Linked DNA regions of Hordeum vulgare: region 1 is linked to region 2. The links are chromatin contacts, called in public Hi-C maps. All regions are on one chromosome and are shown on one strand. Each heading gives the region's core, a stretch centred on a gene start, on an enhancer-like site or on the middle of the called end of the contact. The rest is flanking DNA. Distances are from core to core; before and after follow the strand shown. Region 1 has its middle 150 kb from the start of LOC123397502. Region 2 has its middle 28 kb from the start of LOC123397502.

What was found. Hi-C and Micro-C count contacts between places; a contact is called where the count stands out from the background.
Region 1: a contact with region 2 is called in a Hi-C map of leaf, with 9 times the contacts expected there. The contact joins two enhancer-like sites. A contact is called at or near these places in 3 of 6 Hi-C or Micro-C datasets (leaf and seedling).

Annotation. Positions count from the first base shown.
Region 1 is chr5H:452,907,167-452,914,289 of MorexV3_pseudomolecules_assembly, reverse strand. No RefSeq gene overlaps it. Among protein-coding and RNA genes, the nearest start is that of LOC123397502, 150 kb to the right of the region's middle. Within about 2 kb of position 3,164, at least 3 of the 3 cell types and tissues checked have open chromatin away from gene starts, as enhancers often do. A contact at or near this core is called in leaf and seedling, where this site is marked.
Region 2 is chr5H:452,788,578-452,795,875 of MorexV3_pseudomolecules_assembly, reverse strand. No RefSeq gene overlaps it. Among protein-coding and RNA genes, the nearest start is that of LOC123397502, 28 kb to the right of the region's middle. Within about 2 kb of position 4,920, at least 3 of the 3 cell types and tissues checked have open chromatin away from gene starts, as enhancers often do. A contact at or near this core is called in leaf and seedling, where this site is marked.

The DNA of each region.
Region 1 (7,123 bases), core at 1,915-4,414, 120 kb before region 2:
CACTATTTTAAAAACATAAGAACTCGATTGTATGGATATGGAAAATACAAGATTTACGATCCCAGCAGGATATAACATGAACAAAGGAAGAGATTGAAAAAATACGATGGTGTGTGTACTCGACAAAAAAAGTAGTTTAGTGTATATTTATGTCACAATGACCCGAAATGCTTTTTCTTTTTGCCGAGGACACATAAATGCATATTTTCACAATCGGTCTATTGGATAACTTTATCGCACTAGATTATATGCTCCATTAATTATTTCATATTTTAATAACATTTAAACCATTGAAACCTTAGTGGGCCTTAACAAGTTCCATGATAAGGTATGATAGACACAACTTCACTAGCATATTTGATCATATATAGTTGTAATAATATTTATCGAATATAAGTAAAATAATTACGTTGGGAATAAATTTCCATGCATGATTAAATGTTGTACAGAGTCTTTTCTCATGCATGATTCCATATTGAGGTGAGTCTTATCCTATTCATAATTGCATGTCGAGGTTGCATGCTTGCATGTTGAGGTAAATAAATTCAGTTTTGCTAGAACTCATCTAGTTAAGTTTTAGATATGTCTATTCACCTTTTATAGTCATTGAATGTGATACTTTAAGATGCATGTGTGGTGATATCGTTGTATCTGTTGTTTTTTTTATGTGGATGAGACCAAATTATATCTCATTTATTCCTAGATGAGTTCTAGGCACTTCCAAATAAATATGTGTGGATGACTCATGTATATATGATTGATCTTCACGATATTCCTCCTGATTAATCTCTACCTAATAATAAAGCAGGTACTGCTTCTGGTTGTACGTTGCTGACCTTTTTGCAAAAAAGTCTTTGTCTTTTCATGTAATTAACATGTAGTCCTTCTGTAAGTCAGGTCGAATCGTTTTTTACGTTTTATGCAAAACCCTCTATATTTAATCCGAACTAACCTGCAGTCCCTCTTTTAATTGACTATGAACCGTTTTCCAATTTTACATAGAAACCCCTAATATATGTTAATCATCCCGCTTCTATTAAGAATTAATATATATTTTAAAATAAACATATCTCTTAAACCGTAACTTCAATTTTAATATGTCATATACGAAATTTGATTAGAAAAATATGTCGAAATTGAATATAGCGTTATTTTACATGTTCATTATTTTAAAAATGCAATTTAGGGTGCAACTTAATAGATGATACACGGTACGTCTTTATTTCGTACCGGCGTTGGTTGGCAAGGAGCGAGCGAAGGAAAAAATATAGTCCTTGGCAACGCTATATTTGCATGAGATTCTCTCTTTATACATGTTGGGCGATCTAGGACCGTATGTATATACCTTATTTTTTGTGAAATCCATGCGTACTTACCATCGGACTATACTATCTTTTTGTAGTGAATATATAAGCAATTTTGTGATGTACATACACTTATAAATTCATAAACATTATAAGTACGTGATGGTTCATTTTAAAACTGTTCAAACTATTTGTGTGATAGTCATGAACGTTAATATTGAACCGACAAATACGATATTAATTTGTGTTTCATTCTGTGTATGTGAAAGTGATACATATAGGTTTTTTAAATAAAGTCAATTTATAGGTCGGCCTTATCGTAAGTGCACGTCATCAATATGACGAGTCAAAACTAAAATTAAATTAAAATTAAAATAATAGGTTAAATAAAATAAAATATTTACTTTCCGTTACAACGCACAGGCATTTTGTTTGCTAGTAAGTCATTTAAACGGCGTGAAACCTCTGTGGAACAATTTAAGCGGCATGAGCAGGCATGCAGACGCTGGCAGTGGCAGGGGACAGGTCGCTGCCTCCGGCGCAGCTCCTAAAAGTGGCAACCAGGGAGTCGGATCGCTCGGGATGCATCGATCGGCCCCGTCCGGGCATCGGATGCCGACGTGATGCCCCGTCCAAAAGCGGGTGCATGCGCGCCACAGTGAGTGCGCGCGTCCAACTCGCGTCGCCGTCCGGGACGCCGACCCCCGGACCCGCTGGCCATCGCCCGGGATGCGCCGGATCCCGCCCGACGCCGACGCCACGGCCCCGGTCGCTGGTAACTGGTGACTGTCAAAACCCCAAGCTCAAGACTGGCCAGGTACCAGGTGCCGCCGCGCGCCGCTCACCGACGTGGCCGCGCGCTGGCCTCTCCGCCCGGCAGATCCTCCTTTCGGTCCGTCCCTCTCCGCGCGAGATCGATAGCTCGTCTTCACCACAGACAGAGCGCGCGTTGTCGATCGAGCTGTTTGGCGACAGTAATAAGGCGGTAGACGCCATCAACCAGGCTGTGGACAAGGACGTACGTGGCGTAGGTCGGAATATAACGCCCTTGTCTCCCTGGGGCTCTCTGAGCTTAGCTACTACCTGCAGGTCAAGCAGCTAGCTACCCACATCGGCAGGACAAGTGGTCTGAACTGTCGAGTTGCGCGGGCAAAGCAGTACGTACGTACTCGGTGGTAGTAGCTGGAGTGGAGCAAACAGACGCTGGAGAGGACGGTGCAGGTTTGCCGCTAGCGATGGCACACGTCTAACACGCGAGCCATGTCGCGGCGTCTCGTGAGTGATGATTAAGCTGGCAAGCGGCCTCTCTCCTTTGCTTGGTCGTTATGCAACCAGCTAACGAAGCTACCGATCAAAAAAAAAAACACGAAGCATCTCTGGGTTTTGTCAGGCTTAGGTTACGGCATCTGGATCTGTTCCCCGGAACCCGTCAATCATGCATGTACTACGCCCGTCCTCTCGGCAGTCTCATGTTTCCCGCTGTGCAAATTGAATCGGCAGCACTCACGGCAACAGTAGTGGCGACATCTTAATGGCCGCAACCATCAGATTCAGGTGTGCCGTGTGTCCACACAAATTGGGACGTAGTAGTGCACTCGCCCAATGGCAGATCGGATCAGCGGTCGAGCACAAGCACGAGCACGTACGCACGTACGCGGGCGGTGTAAATCTGGTGGGTGAGGTGGGTCTTGAGGGTTCACAAGAGGGCTGCTGCCGCCATTAACTCTGCTTCTCATTTCTAGATCGACATGCGCATGGTCCCGTACGTGGGTCGTCCTATCTGCCGCCGTCGTGCCACACGCACCGGCGTGGTGTGGTGGGTTGAAGGCTTCAAGTGCCAAAAGTACTTGAACGAGGGTGTTCTACTGGAATTGGCATAAATGATGGAACGCCCACTGGTTGGGTGGGGCTTGAAGAAAGGGCCTGGTTAGCACCAACCGTGATTTAAGCTGTTTGGATCATAGTGCAAATTCCACTTCTGCCTAGAATGTCCGTCCGTGGCTATTTGGGTCAGATTAATTTTCTACACAGACCGAATCAGATCAGAGGATTCTGTGTTGTTGTTTTTTTGAAACGGGAGCAAAAGATTTGTTTCATATATTAAATAAAAGAGGAGAATTGTTTGTTACAAATGGTGCACTCATACACGGCACGTGGGATTACTTGCGCGTAATGATGATGTCCGGTCTCTTTGCCCCAATGATGATCCAGAGGTTTGCCTCTTGATCAATCATATTTAAGAGAATGGACGGTGAAGTGCTCCTGTGATGGAAGGCCCCAAGCATTTCTTTCATTCTATACCATCCATGAGACAACCATGATAAGAGAAGTCATTGCCTTCCTATTGGGTGATGGAGGTGACGGAGCCCATATTTCTTCCTTACCATGCTCCAAAGCCTCAGCGGATCAATGATATTTAAGAGAATGGACGGTGAAGTGCTCATGTGATGGAAGGCCCCGAGCATTTCTTTCATTCTATACCATCCATGAGACAACCATGATAAGAGAAGTCATTGCCTTCCTATTGGGTGATGGAGGTGATGGAGCCCATATTTTTTCCTTACCATGCTCCAAAGCCTCAGCGTGTAACGACGTTTGGAGAATATATGTGGTCTACTTTCTTGCTCACGCTTGCAAAGGGTGCATAGTCCACAATTCGGCCAACCCCTTTTCTCCAGCCCATCAGCAGTCCAAATTCGATCTTGGATAGCCAGTCACGCGAAGAACCCCCAAACCCTCCAGATCATATTCTCCATGGGGGAGAATACCAAACCAAGGAATTGGGCCTTGTAGGCAGAGGTTGTGGAGTAGTGTCCCCTTGTTGTGTGTTTCAATACAATGGTATCATCGGTGAAGTCATCGAGGTGGACGTCATTCAACGCCGCCCATAAGGTGAAGAATTGACAGATGTGCTCGATGGAGACAACGGTGGTGGTTTTGATGTTGAGAATCCACGTGTTACCTTTTAGGGCCTCACGCACCTTCCAGTTCTTCCTGGCGGAGGCCATGAAGACGACTGGTGCCAAATCTCTAGGCTTGCACCCATGCAGCCAAGGCGAGTCCCATAATGGCGTCTTGGAGTGATTACCCATCGTAATTGTTGTTGACGCATAGAGGAGATCCAGGTCTTTTTCATCGCACGGGTTTCCCAAACCGACCCACAACTTGTGTACGGCTTTCCACTTGAACCAGGGCCACCTCAAGCGCAGGGCCTGCGCGAATTTGTGTGTGTTTAAAACTCCAAAGCCTCCATATTCCAGCGGGCGGCACACAATGTTCTAGTTTACTTTGCACTTGGCGCCCGTCATCTTGTCCGACCCCAACCAAAGGAATGTCCGCTCAAACTTGTTGATATTGTGCATTATGGCAGGAGGAATAACCAAGGAGGTGCCGAAGTAGACAAAAAGTGAGGAAATGACGGACTTAATTAACCAGTGGCGTACGCCCAATGGTGGTGATGTTCTAGCCCTCATAGGTCAACAGCTTGCTCGCAACCTTATCCTCGAGGAACTGGAGGTCCACTATCTTCAACTTCCTAACCAACAGAGGGAGACCCAAGTATCTAAGGGGGGAGGTCATCTTCTTGGCCGGAAGGCTCTGCAGAATGCACTCAAAGTTTAGGTCATTGCATTTGGTGGGAACAATCGAGCTCTTGTGGAAGTTGGTGCACAACCGGTAATCTCCCCGAAACCGCGCAAGATGGCTGAGAGATAATCGATATCCCTTTTGAGAGGGGTCACGAAGATAGCCGCATCATCCGCGTACAACGAGGTGCGAACCATAGCCCCTCTTTCTTGAACCTTGCAAAGCATTCCCTTTCTTGCTGCAAGCTCAGGCAGATGTTGCAGAACGTCAATGGCAATGACAAAGAGGAGAGGGGAGAGGGGACCCCCTTGCGGGAGACTGAGCCCGTGCTTGATAGGCCGGCCCGCCACACCTTTGAGCAGGATCCTCGAGGAAGAAGTGAAGAGGAGAGCCATGACTCAATCCCAAAATTTGGGCGGGAAATCCTTCCGCCGAAGGAGGTCGAGAATGTATTCCCATTTCACAGAGTCGAAGGCCTTGCGAATGTCCAGCTTGAACACAAGGGTTGGGTCCTGCATTTGTGCAGCCTTCGTGCCATGTTTTGCACGCACATGAAGTTGTCATGAATGCTTCTTGATACGTCTCCAACGTATCTATAATTTTTGATGGTTTCATGCTATTATCCTGTCAAACTTTGGATGTTCTGTATGCCTTTTATATCTTTTTGGGACTAACTTATTAACTCAGTGCCAAGTGCCTGTTCCTGTTTTTTTCGTGTTTTTGACCCCTTTCAGAGGAGGATTTTAAATGGAGTCCAAACGGAATAAAACTTCCAAAAATACTTTTTCCGAAACAGAAGAAGATCGGGGAACTTGAGAACCAAGGCAGGGGGCCACCAAGGACCCCACAAGCCCCCTAGCCGCGGCCAGGGGGCCCGTGCCTCCCAGGCTTGTGGGCTCCCTGGGCCACCTCTGCCCTAGATCTTTCGCCTATAAATTCCCAAATATTCCAGAAAAAATCAGGAGATCATCGAAAGTACTTTTCCGCCGCCGCAAGCTTCTGTCACCGCAAGATCCCATCTGGGGCACGTTCTGGTGCCCTTCCGGAGGGGGGATTCGGATACGGAGGGCTTCTTCATCAACACCATGACCTCTCCGATGATGCGTGAGTAGTTCACCATAGACCTACGGGTCCATAGGTAGTAGCTAGATGGCTTCTTCTCTCTCTTGGATCTTCACTACAAAGTTATCCATGGTCTTGATGGAGATCTATCCGACGTAATCTTCTTTTGCGGTGTGTTTGTCGAGATCCGATGAATTGTGGATTTATGATCAGATTATCTATGAATCTTATTTGTGTTTCTTCTTATATCTCTTATGCATGATTTCATATCCTTGTAATTCTCTTCGAGTTGTGGGTTTTGTTTGGCCAGCTTGATCTATGATTCTTGCAATGGGAGAAGTGCTTGGTTTTGGGTTCATACCGTGCAGTGACCTCACCCAGTGACAGAAGGGGAAGCGAGGCACGCATCGTGTCGTTGCCATCAACGGTAAAAAGATGGGGTTTTCATCATTGGTTTGAGTTTATCCCTCTACATCATGTCATCTTGCTTAAGGCGTTACTCTTTTCGTCATGAACTCAATACACTAGATGCATGCTGGATAGCGGTCGATGTGTGGAGTAATAGTAGTAGATGCAGAAAGTATCGGTCTACTTGTCTCAGACGTGATGCCTATATGTATGATCATTGCCTTAGATATCGTCATGACTTTGCGTGGTTCTATCAATTGCTCGACAGTAATTTGTTCACCCACCGTAATATTTGCTATTTGGAGAGACGCCTCTAGTGAACACTATGGCCCCCGGATCTACTTCGCACCATATTTTCGGCCTTACAATTTTACTTTTTGCACTTTCCGCCTTCAGATCCCACTTTGCAATCAATCTTGAAGGGATTGACAACCCCTTTATAGCTTTGGGTGCAAGCTCTTTTGTGTTTGTGTAGGTACTCTGGACTTGACGAGATTCTCCTACTGGATTGATACCTTGGTTCTCAAACAGAGGGAAATACTTACTACTCCTGTGCTGCATCGCCATTTCCTCTTCAAGGGAAAAACCAACTCAAGCTCAAGAGACAATGATACGTCTCCGTCGTATCTACTTTTCCGAACTCTTTTGCCCTTGTTTTGGACTCTAATTTGCATGATTTGAATGGAACTAACCCGGACTAACGTTGTTTTCAGCAGAATTGGCATGGTGTTTTTTTGTGCAGAAATAAAGTTCTCGGAATGACC
Region 2 (7,298 bases), core at 3,671-6,170:
TCCTTCGCATACTTGAAAACTCCCTTCATACGAAACTCATCATAAGCTGATTAGAGTGGTTAGTGCCCATGATAAAATAATTTATACCCTACTGGAAATAAAGATTTTCATGAAAAGCTACTGTTTCTCAAGATTGCCAAAAGGTTTTTGCAAAGGAAAAACAAGCTTAAGATTTGCAAAATGATGAAAACGCAAAACGTGGCAGAATCTGTGAAAAACAGAACAGCAGGTAGTAAATAATTTTTTCGGGGCACTTCTGCAACTCAAATCAAAAAACTCAAAACAGATGCTAGAAAACCAATTGTATAGAGCACACTGTAAAAAACAATTCCGATCAAAAAGATGATCTCGTGATTTTTGGCAAATTTTTCCGTCAAGCAGACATAATCTCTTTATGGACAACATGTCACAACTTTTGAACTTTCTTGCAATCGGATGCTAAAACTTGGCACAAAGCTTGAAAATAAATATACAATGATGCTGCTACAGTAGAAACAAGCATCAACACCACTAAAACTGAAAGTAAAAAAAAATTGGGTTGCCTCCCAACAAGCGCTTTCTTTTATGCCTTTGAGCTAGGCATGATGCAAAAAGATCAAGTATTATCAACTCCATAAGAATAACTTGCCCGAATAACGGACTCATAAGGTAACTTAATCTTCTTTCGAGGGAAGTGTTCCATTCCCTTTTTAAGGGGAAATCGGAATCTAACGGTCCCTTCTTTCATGTCAATCATAGCACCAACGGCGCGAAGAAAAGGACGTCCCAAAATAACTGGACATAAGGGATCACACTCAATGTCCATAATAAGAAAATCAATGGGAAAATAATTATCATTGACAAAAATAAGAACATCATCAATTCTCCCTAAAGGTTTCTTTATGGAAGAATCAACAAGACGAACACCAAAAGAACATTGATCAAAAGGTTTCAAATGAAGCATATCATACATTCTTTTGGGCATAACAGAGGCACTAGCTCCAACATCACATAAAGCAAGGCAAGAGATATTATTCAATTTAATCTTGACCATAGGATCCCAACCATATTCTAGTTTTCTAGGAATAGAAGTCTCTAGTTTGAGCTTCTCCTCCCTATCTTTGATAAGAGCATTGGTAATATGCTCGGTGAAGGCAATATTAAGTGTACTAGTGTGGGGGTCTTTAGCCATTCTTTGCAAAAAAAAAGTGATAACTTCGGAAAGACTACAATTGTCAAAATTAAGATTACTATCATTAATTAAAGTGGTAGTGATGTCATCTAAGATCATTCTTTTGGTAGTCTCTAAGTTCAAAGGACCTTATTGTCCTATAGTTGAGGTTTTAGCATCACCATTAATAGGTCCATTGGGTAAAAGTTTTGAGATCCTCAACAACTTGTATAGTAGCAAGGGTAGTGTGTGTAGGAAGGCTCTTAATCCTCTCTTCCTCTTCTTTTTCTCTATCCCACCTAACTTTAAGTTTGGCTAGCATTCTTATGTTCTCATTAATTTGGACTTGGATAGCATTCATGGGTGTGGTGTTCCTTTCCTCAAGAGGGGAAGTTCTAATTTTAAGCATCTCTACATCATGAGTTATGTTGTCTACCTTCAAAGAGAGACTATCTAATTTTTCTAATTTATCTTATACACTCTTGTTGAAGGCTTTTTGAGAAGTGATAAAGTCTTTAAGCATGCTCTCTAATTCGGAAGTGGAGTTTTTGGTGCTAGGATAAGTGATGTTGTTCCCATAGTTGTTGGATGGGAACGGTCTAGGATTGCTACCAAAATTACTCCTATAGGCATTATTATTAAAGTTGTTCCTAGAGATAAAATTAACATCAACTTGCTCTCTTTCTTGAGCAACCAAAGAATTTAAAGGAACATCATGAGGATCAATAGGAGCTTGCTTAGTAAGTAAAGTCATGATCATGTCAACCTTATCATTAAGGGAGAAGATTTCCTAAACAAAGTTTACCTTCCTACCTGTTGGAGCTCTCTCGGTGTGCCATTGAGAATAATTTGTCATCATCTCGTCCAACAGTTTGTGGCAGCACCAAGTGTAGTTGACATAAAGGTTCCTCCCACAGCTGAGTCTAACAGATTCCGTGAGGTAAAGTTCAAGCCTGCATAGAACGTTTGGATAACCATCCAAGTAGTCAAACCATGTGTAGGGCAATTCTTAACAAGAGATTTCATACGTTCCCAAGCTTGGGCAACGTGTTCATTATCCAGTTGCCTAAAATTCATAATGTTACTTCTTAACTGGATAATCTTAGCAGGCGAATAATACTTCCCAATAAAAGCATATTTGCACTTATCCCAAGAATCTATGTTATTCCTAGGCAAAGATTGAAGCCACACTTTAGCTCCTCCTCTCAAGGAGAAAGGAAAAAAGCTTAAGTTTAACAATATCACCATTTACTTCTTTATATTTTTGCATATCACAAAGCTCAACAAAATTATTCAAGTGCAAAGCAGCATCATCTCCAGCACCGGAGAATTGATCTTTCATAACTAGGTTCAGTAAAGCAGGTTTAATCTCACAGGAGGTCTCCTCAGTGGCGGGAGCAGCAATAGGAGTGCAGATAAAGTCATTGTTGTTGTGACTAGTGAAGTCACACAACTTGGTGTTCTCAGTGGAACCCATAGCAGTAACAACAAGCAAGAACAAAGCAACTAATTTTTTTATGGTTTTTGGTATAAGACTCTAAAGCAAAAACTAGAAAGCAAACTAACAAGACTAAAAAGCAAAGGTAAAAGATAATGTGCAACTCCCCTATCTTGAAGACTGGAGTCCCACGCAACGGCACAAGAAATTTGCTTGATGACGAGTTGATGGATATACTTCTCGCCCCTCGTTGGTTACCCCAAGTGGAAGGTGGAGATGTAGTCAGCAGCAGATTTCCCTTACACGGGGACTGTAAGGTTTATCGAACCAGGAGGACTCCCAGGATCAACAAGTAGGTGTTCGCTGCTCTGGCGCTAGCAGAAGACGTGGACCTGCACACACAACAAATAACTTTGCTCCCAACGAGTTCAGAGAGGTTGTCAATCTCTTCGTCCTTGTAGTTTGCAAAGGATCAAAACACAAGCGGGAATAGTGATAGTGATTTGAACGAAAAAGTAAATAAAAGCAGTAAATGGTGGAGGTGTAAGCAATGGTGGTAATATGGACCTGAGTCACAAGATGTTCACTAGTGACGTCTCTCTCCCAAAAGACGATAAACAACTATGATGGGTAAACCAATTACAGTTGGGCAATTGACAGAATTATACACGCACCGCTATGCTAATCATGCTACAAGAAAGTTAGAGGCTCAAAATTAATGGGCAGTACGCCAAGACAAGTAGACCGTTTATCCATTAGCATCTACTTACTAATCATCCACCTTGACATGTCTATCCAGAACATCTCGCTGGTATTAAGTTGCGAGCCCCACCCAAAGTGTAAACTCAAAGCAACGGACAACTGCATTAACGAACTTCGCGTAAGGTAAACAATCCTTGCAACCGTGGTCACAAGCACCGTTATTTTCTCCCTGGTGGCAACAACACATCCCCTAGTTTCATGTTTCTGTCACTCAAGCTAGACATCAGGGGGCATGAACCCATAATCATGCATAACGCCCCCGCTTGGAGTTACAATCTACTAATCGACCAAAGCAATAAAAAGCAACGGAGAACAGCAATGGACCACGGTCGGGGCTGCTATGGAGCTTCGCCGGAACGGGGCGCGTCGGTGGTTTCAATGGAGTTTCGCCGCGGTTGCAATGGAGCGCAGTCGGGGCTGCAGTGGAGCTTCGCCGGGATGCCGATGGTCCTGCGTTGGAGTTTTCTTTCGAGCCGCGTTGCTGACATGGAGCTGCAGTGGAGCTTCCCCGGGGTCGTCAGAGTTGCGTTGAAGCTTTTATTTTCATTGGCTCTGGTGCTGCTACGTTGGAACACTGTCGATGGCTCACCAACGCCACAGTGAGATGGGATTGATGGCGAGCAGCTGGGCACCATCGTTGCGTTCATTTGAGAGTTGTTGCATGCAATCTCTGCGTTGAACTTAACTAACGGGTATGCGGCGGGCCATCTAACGGTTGTTGAGGAGGCTTACGTTTGCATGTTATCAGCCGGTTGATCTGTAGTAGTGGCCTATATATATAGAAGTTCATGATCTACTTAAAGTACAAGACAAACCAAAATACTTCCTAGTATATGCTATGTTTGCAATACAATCACGATACTCAACATTAGGTAAATAGAACCAAATTATAACTCATTTAAATGAGTTCTAGCCTGTATATTTTTTTCAATGATCACTTTACTTGATCTGTTTAATCAAGTCATCGGCGCTAACATTATAAACCCGAGTCAAAATCTTTGCTTAATAGACTGAACTAAGCAGAAATTGGTGGGCACCTAACCACAAGAAAACCAGGTTGATTGACACACACACACACACACCAGTTTTCATCTGTCAGCATCAGCATCAGCATCAGGCACAGGAACCAATCAACACAACACCACCGAGGAATAACAAGCATTTTGGGGAACATTAGAAGCAACACATATAAATGTTGGCAAAGGAAGTGGAAGGAGACATAAAACGCATCAATTGCCAAAAGTTTGAAGACTGGCTGACAGGTACGCGCGGGGGGGGGGGGGGGGGGGGGGGGGGGGGGCGGGCGGACGTGGACACGCACAACTGTGAGGCCCTATCGTTTACCTGCAGATGGCTACGCGGCCCGCAGCGCGCACCTCACCATTTGTAGCAACCAAGCAAAAGCGAGCACAGACGGTAGATGTCGATCGGATCGACCCAGCGAACCACACACCCTGCCCCTGCCCCTGCCCCTGCCCCTCCCTTAAAAGCGATGGCTGCCCAGCACCTGTCCACGAGTGGGAAGGAGCTTGCCTCCCTCCCTCCTCGCCCCCACGGCACAGGCCGGGGAAAGCGACCGCCTCCTCTGCCTGCCGCTTCCCCGGCGCGCATCGCGGCCATGGACGGGTACAAAGGTACAGCTGCTGGTCCTCCCGGCCAGACCCAGACGGACGGATAGATAGATAGATAGTAGATAGATGGAGGAGAAAAGTCTCGGGGCCGGAACTATCCTTTCGCTCGCATCGTATTCCCAAACAAACACGCACTGGCAGCGGTACGAGCGCTGCTCCTCCCTCGTTTCCGGACCAGCTCATCTCGCTCGCGCAGCATGCGGCTGCATTGCATTTGCATGCATGCCACTGTGCGCGTGGCGTGGTGAGCTAGGGTCCGTGCCTGAGCCGGAAAGCGGCCAATGGGGTGGTGAAAACGATGAACGGTCCAAGTACGCCGCATGCAGCTGGCCACGTACGTACGTACGTGCGCGCACAGTGCACCTGCTGCAGGCTGCTGCTGCTGCTGCCTCTGCATGCCCCGTTCCGCTCGGCTTTACCGATGTGGCAAAACCGGTGCGCGCATTGCATTGCATGTGATGTGTCATGTGCCCTGCTTGAATTCGCCCCGTTTGTGTGGCATGACCATGGTTAATTTTGCAATAGCAGCTTGCATGCAATGTCAAGGGGCGTGTGTGTGACGGGTGCAAGTAGTGGCTTACTCATCTAGGGCTCCCGCTCGATCGCCATGATTTTATTGCGCGTCCGTGTGTGTGTGTGTGTGTGTGTGTGTGTGTGTGTGTTACACTGTGGTCTGGTCTCTCTCGGATGGTTAGGCCCCAACCACATCCCTTAAATAATCTAATGGAGTGCATACGACTAGATCGCTCGATGGTTGCGGGTCGATGGACGCATGCGTCAAGTGCGGTACGTCGACGCGGCAAGCGAGCTACTTGTGGTTTGCGCGAGTTTGCCATTACTACGTCGACGGCGACGGGTCGAACTGGGGCGTGTTGCACGGTCCACCGCATTGGTTGGCCACTGGCCGGCCGGTGCAGGAGCACGTCGCCGTCGGCCGGTGCCCGCCTGCCCGGCCGCCCGGGACGTGAGGCGCAGGCAGGCCGGGTTCGTACGCACGCACGCACGCGCGCGAGAGGCCGCCGTCGTCTCCAGGGTTGGGTTGGGCGACGGCGATGCGCTAGCGGTGGGCGCTGGAGGATGCATGTGTGTAGCGCGCGAGGTCGACAAGCACTACTACCTAGTAGTAGTTCATGTGAGCTGCACTGGTTTGGTTGGTTTTGATCTGTTCTCTAGTTCTGGTTGAGTATGCTTGTAACCTGGAAGGCTGGAGCCCGTGTGGCTGGCCTGGATCTTTTTCTTGATTGACGGGAAAGCGAAACGAGAGCTGATTCACAGGATGCATGGGGCCTTGCCAAGTAAGGGCCGTACGTTGCTGTACATCGTCTTTTCAGGCGATTAATTCTTCGTCAAAGCACATGTCCCACGCATCTTTATCCTGTAGAGAGATGGATCGATCGTGAAGTTGATACTACTGTGACTCACAGTAGTGCAAGTTGGCCACAAAGATCGAGTTGGACTTCCGTTAGACGGTGATCGATCTTACCACTGATGCAGGCATGGGCTCATCCTAACTTTGTAAATCACTGAAAAAGGCTTTCTTACCACTTTATATATAAAGCAACCATCAAACGACGAATATATATATATATATATATATGCATAGGTTTAAATTCAAACACACACACCAAGATATCAGGACATCAAATATTTGGGATTCTGCTAAAGGCGCAGCTCAACTAGCCTTAAAAACCAAAATAACACACATGCAGAAAAGACCGCGAATGCAGAAGCTAATCCGGCTCGGGGGTGGCGGAAGTAGCGACGGCGCTAAGTGGATGGCCATCGTTTGGAGGTCTGCGATGATGAAGTTGATGGCGTCTTGATCCCGTTGACGGCTAACGTCAGAGCTGCATAAAACCATACATTTTAAACACCGACCATACATTTTAAACACCACGTCAGTGGCCCGTCGAAAAGGCACACGTTAAATAACAAGCTTTTGCATTCATGCATGGTGCTAACTATATCCATGATACCACCATATTTGTTCTCTGGCGGCTCTATACTACCTTTTTAGTGTCTATGACACATCTAGATGTGACATAGTTATTGCACATCTAAATGATTAATTAAATATTAAAAAAAAAGAAAAAAAATACTCACATGAATCTTTACATAAGATCAATGATATAGAACTTAGATATGCTATATTTATTTATATTTAGATTGTTTTAGCAAAACCGATCTTTCTAGGAGAAGAAATCCTGCATTTGTTTCTCGGAAGAGGCCGAGACGGAGGACCACATATATAGACACACACCATGGGTGCACGTCCCGCTGCATCATTAAAGGCGCATGCAGGGATAGATCGACGGTG